Linked DNA regions of Mus musculus: region 1 is linked to region 2. The links are chromatin contacts, called in public HiChIP or PLAC-seq maps. All regions are on one chromosome and are shown on one strand. The core of a region is the stretch at or near the end of the contact, and the rest is flanking DNA. Distances in the headings are between cores, read along the strand shown.

Region 1 (2,788 bases), core at 136-2,635, 100 kb before region 2:
GTGAAGGACTTGGTCCTGGATCTTTCATTTATCCTGGCTACAACCTCCTAAAATTATCTATCATTCACCGAGAGGTTGGGAATTATTCTGTTATGAAATCCCTGCATCTTACTAAGTGAACCATTTTTCTTATACTCACGCATGATACAAGATAAAATGCTTGTTATTGTGGCATGATAACATGCTGCCATCGAGCCATTTACTGACCACTAATGGATCTTAGCCAAGTGCTTGGTTTTGGTGCTGAACATACATCTAAAATCTATTTAATTTAATTAATAAGGGAACCTATATGTGGCTATAGTATTAGTTCAGGGTCATATTTATGGCCTTTGATCCTATCTTGATCATTTTTTCAACTCGATGATGTAGGTGACTACTTAACTTTGGCTTTTATTGCCTGTAAACTAGGGGTAATACCTAGTTTACCTACTCGATAAAGCTTGGATGAGACACTTCAATGAGACACTCCTAGCAATGTGCTTAGCATGAAGCCTGGCTAAGAGGACAGGATCTGGCTATGCTTTATATTAGGGAGTGGAACATCTGCAATAGCGCCCCTGTCTTTACAGATGAAATTTTAACCACATATAGGTCTCTATCTACATGAACAGTACGTGTATTCCATGCTTCCTGACCAAACTACCCTTGAGGTCTCACTTTTTGCTTAATCCTTATGATTAGGATTCTAAGGGGAGAATGCTGGAGGACACTGTTAGCCAGTCAGATGGCAGAAACCTGACAGTGTACTCATGGCTGTGTATACCACCTATGAGACCCACATCTGTGTCACCTCACATACTCTATGGGGTATCTTTGGCACATACTCCATAGAGTGCACAGAAGAGCTGAAGTGATCAGAAAGTATGGTAGCCTAAGGAAAATATCCTTTCAAGAGAACTCAAGTCCCAGCTAAATTACTAGTGAGGAAATTTCCAGTCGATTCCTTTCATTGTTGTCTTCCGGAGTGGCTTTATAACAGTTAAAATCCCCAAAGTCAGAGCTTCCAAATCCGAAGGCTTGGGAGTGGGGATAAGGAGGAAGGGAGAGAAAGGACCGTGTTTGGAGTGTTTCCCACATGAAGTTATTTTGGGATCTGGGTTGCTAGGTGTCCACATAAAATATCTTCACCAGGAAAGGGAGTTGAACACATTTTTGCTCAAGACTTTTTTCAGCTGTTTGTCAAAGCTAGTGGTGGATAGAAAGAAACCAGAGGCAAAGACTGCTCCTTGCATTTGACACCCGGGAGGCCCTTCCCTCAAAACCAACATTTGGGTGACTACCATCTATAGACTTGAGCTTTGTGAGTCATGAGCCCACTCATGCTTGAAGAAGTCCCTCCAGGCCATTTAGATGTCTGAGTTGTTCTTTATACAAACAGTAAGGAGAAGCTTTCTCAGTTAGCCAGATCAGTGAGCAACATGAAACTTCACCCCTGAGCCCCCCTCACTCTGCATCATCCAAACCAGGCCTTCCTTTCCATTGACCCACTCACTCTCTATCAAATGCGGTAGATTTGGAAAGTTCCCATGTTATAGTCAAAGGAAAATCTCACTGTAATCCATAAAACTGTGTCCCTGGACCTCTAGGCCATTGGATCAATGAACAATCCTTTTAGTTCCAACTAACAAAAGCAATAGAGCAGTTTACTTACCACAGGGGGCAGAGACTGGCATCCTTAGAAGATGAGTGGGGGCTCCTCTTCTCTGCATCTTCTAGATTGCCCTGAGCTTGGAGCTGACCAGTTCACTCCAGTGGGCTGGATGTGGAAGTGCTAATGGCCCACAAAACCTCCCCAAAGAATATTTCCTTTTTTTTTTTAACCATTCTGGATTTGATTCCAGACCCAGAGCGATCTGGGAACTATGCATTGAAAGAGTGCATCCTCTATTGTATCCCACTAACTTATTTGATATGGACTAAGTCACCAGAGAGAAAAGCAACATTTAGCTGAGTCAGAAGAGATGCAGGAGCAGAGTCTTCTCATTGTTCAGGGACCTGTCTGGCTGACTCAGAAGGTTCTGCCCCTTACTCTTTCCAACACTCACCTGCAGCATCTGAAGAACAGGAGATGGGTGTTTGCTGGGTGTGGCTCATAACTTTCAGACTTTGTTGCACTCCCATATTCTACCAAACACAGAGCAAGTGACAGAAAAGAACAGAGGACCCTTACCTTATGAAGGTCAATTATAGATTCAGATGCTTAGTGATACTATTGTGAGCAGTTTCTGCTCCGCCATCCTTACTGTGTTGGCTTTGTTCTCATGCCCTTATGCCATGGTCCTGAGGTGGCTACTTCCATGGGAGATGTTAGGTGTGCTGGTATGCCCACCTTCCAGGAAGGAAGAAAGGGAAATGAGAAACCTGTTTCTCAAGCTAGAGTGTCTCTTTACTTACCAAGGGGAAGTCTTTCATTCTGTCTCATTAAGTTCACCATCCTACAACTTGACTATGTAGGATGGATAAGAGAAATGGCCAATCAAAATCCATCCAAAGGAGGTTAAACAAATCACAATCCACTCAGGGGACTCTTCATTCTCCTCATATGGGATCTTAATCTGTGCTGGAGTAGACTGAGGTCCCAGTAGGAGGCACAAGGCACATGGGGAGTGGCTTTTACCTGTAACAGAATAATACAAGTTGGGTGGCTTATAAACAGTAGAATTTATCCTTGAAACTCTGGAGATGGGAAAGCCAACATGCAAGAGCTACAGATGATGTGTCTGGAGAGGAGGTCTGCTTCCCTTATTAACAGGCATCTACTCTCTGTCCTTACACAACAGGCAGG
Region 2 (2,700 bases), core at 30-2,529:
AGCACAGTGCTCTGTTGACCACAAAGACACTGGCGTCAGGTCAAATGCTTCCCAGCTCTCCCCCTTGGGTTAATGCTAACTTATCCCCCAAGGGTTTCTGGGAGGTCTCCTTCCCCTTGTACATCTCCTTCCTGTTTCAGTTTTCCACGCCCAAGCCTTGCCTTTACCTCCTGCTGCTTTCTTGAAGTCTGCTGCCAAGTTCCCGGCCTCCCTCAGAGGTGTGCTGTCCACAATGAGCAGTTTCTGCAAGTCAGCTAAGTCCTCTAGTCTCTTCTGCTGAACGGTCATCTCGACCTACGGTTATCCATCATTACCCTGAGACACCTGGACTATAAAGAGAGTAAAGGAAGGAAGGAAGTGTGTGTCTGTCTGTGTCTCTATATGTCTCTCTGTGTGTGTATGTGCATGTCTGTCTGTCTGACTGACTGTCTGTCTGTCTTGGGGTGAATTTGATCATGAAGGGCTTCAGAGCCAGGGAAGGATCTGATACATGCTCTTCACTGTGGTGGCGGGGGGGGGGGGGGGGGCGGCAGGGAGAACCAGCCATGTTCACAACCTTCTGGGATTACAGGTGCGCACATCACCTCTTAAGGTTTCCAACACCTCAGAATTACCACACAGGGTCCAAGTCTGCAGAGCATGCCCCTGGACAATAACCCTCAGGCACCCAGACAGGAAACCTGACTGCAGGATTCTGAAAGCCGCCTTCACTGAGAGCTCATGTCAACAGCTGGTCAAACAGCATCACCGGCTTAGCTGACAACGTACTAAGGAGCCCACATTCTTCCCCTCACACCCCCTTACCTGTGAGCACTTCCACTTGGAAGCAGTCCAGCTGTTGCTGCGGCCAGATGGCTCTGAGATGCGTGCTGAGGCACATCTGAGAGGCAACATCTGGAGAGCTTGGGATCTCATCTTTTTTGCTAAAAATGTGCCCGAGGGAGGGGAAGCTTCAGGAAGAAAAATGCAACGCTTTGGTGACTGACTGTTGTGAGGAGAATGAGGCGTCAGAGTTTTTCTGCCTTGATTAAAACTTCTGCGGAACAAAGAAAAAAATCCACCTAAAATCCTAATTGAAACCTGCTTAATACCACAGATAATGGCAAAGGCTCTTGAGTCCTGTTAGGGAGATGCCATTCCTTGTCCTGACACGGGTGATCACAAGCTTCAGTGTCTTTAGTGCAGGCTTATGAAGAGGCTGGACCACTTGTAATGTCTGTGTTGAAATCATCTGTCCAGCAGTGATGACAGGTGACAGCAGCCCTCCGTGAGTATATCTGACCAGTAAATTTGGGACAAATAACCGTTCTACCTTGTGACAAGCCTGGATGAGATAATGCACAAGAGAGATTTGCAAAACAAAGAGCGCTTTGTAGGCTGGAAAGCGATACATGAATACATCATCTGATAAATACAGACCATTTGGGCAGAAGCCACTGTACAGAAAACTGACTTCACTGGACAGAAAGTTGCCGTGAAGTCCAGCAAAGGGGAGATGATTCTCTCTGGAACCCCAACACGCACAGGGTTATTCTTTTCCGAGGTAAAGGGTCGACTTGCATTACAGACCTTGACTGAGAAGTGAAGGCAGCTCTAGTTTTTCCTAACTTTGAAATCATTCTTTGTAGACCATTGTCCTAATTGGAGACTTCCTTCCTCATTACAGGCTCTAGACTCTCTGGAAGCCACAAAGGGTCAATGCATTCTTCTGCAGAGGCATCTCTGAGAGTAGACTAGATAATATGCATTTACCAGTCCTTGAAAATTTGTTTATTAATGAACAAATAGATGTGCTTCACTTTTTTATACATCTCTATATTTCCATTTGTGCAATACAATTTATTATCTTTGCTATGCAACAATCTGCTCCAAAGCTTAATCACCCAACATAATGATTCATTACTTTCCTGTGTCTGTGGCCTGACTGGGCAGCTCTGCTGTCCTGGCACTGGACCACTGACATGGCTGCAGCCCGCTGAGGCTGCACCAATAGCTCAGCCTGCAGCTGAACCTTTAACCACACAGCCTTCGTTTATAAGAAAGAGGACTATCTTCCTTCTGTGACCACAGATGATCTAAGGCAAACCTCCATAGCCCAGTCTTACCGAGCTGATGCCTGCCTGTGTGGAATTTACTGATATTCCTGCAGCCACCACAGGTTACAAGCTGGAGCCCAAAGCTAATGACAAGAAACTAACCAGGAAATGTGAGTGTTGGCAGCCCTGGTGTGATCATCTGCAGCACTGTGCTTCATTTACTGTAAACACATCCAACAGGATCATAAGGCCAATGAGATAGGATGGCACAGTGGGTAGAGGCACTCAGACCTAGTGACCTGAGCTGTATCCCAGGATTCCACCAGGTAGCAGAAGAGAACTGAGTCCTGAGAATTGTCCTCTGACTTCAAATGTGCACCTGCATTCAACACACAAACACACACCAAAGCATCTACACACACGACGTACATACATACACACTCATACAGAGCACCTGCACACACATGCTATACACACACACACAAACACACACGAGCACCTGTACACACATGGTCTATACACATGATGTACACATACACAAATAAATAAAATTGAAAAGGATTACAGAATCAATTCTACGGTCCTAATATTTTCTGTTATTTCTGTTGTACATTAAAGCCTCAGTTTATGGGGGGTTGGAGAGGTGGCTAAGCAGTTAAGACTA

Evidence for each region. HiChIP or PLAC-seq counts read pairs in DNA pulled down with a chosen protein or histone mark.
Region 1: an H3K27ac HiChIP or PLAC-seq map of the NIH/3T3 cell line shows a contact between it and region 2, with 2.6 times the contacts expected there. The contact joins the enhancer-like site here to the promoter of A230001M10Rik in region 2. A contact is called at or near these places in 1 of 39 promoter capture datasets (the 3T3-L1 cell line), 1 of 15 datasets of contacts at CTCF or cohesin (the NIH/3T3 cell line), 6 of 484 Hi-C or Micro-C datasets (3T3-L1-derived adipocytes, adipose-derived mesenchymal stem cells, cortical neurons and 2 more) and 2 of 115 datasets of contacts at active chromatin or transcription factors (the NIH/3T3 cell line and embryonic stem cells).

Annotation. Positions count from the first base shown.
Region 1 is chr3:102,363,033-102,365,820 of GRCm38.p6, reverse strand. No RefSeq gene overlaps it. Among named protein-coding and RNA genes, the nearest start is that of Gm40110, 8.3 kb to the left of the region's middle. Within about 2 kb of position 1,385, at least 45 of the 459 cell types and tissues checked have an H3K27ac peak or open chromatin away from gene starts, as enhancers often do. A contact at or near this core is called in the NIH/3T3 cell line, cortical neurons, embryonic fibroblasts and 1 more, where this site is marked.
Region 2 is chr3:102,260,984-102,263,683 of GRCm38.p6, reverse strand. A230001M10Rik (RIKEN cDNA A230001M10 gene) reads right to left here and starts at 1,279. Exons shown (of 4, transcript NR_040391.1): 1 at 805-1,279.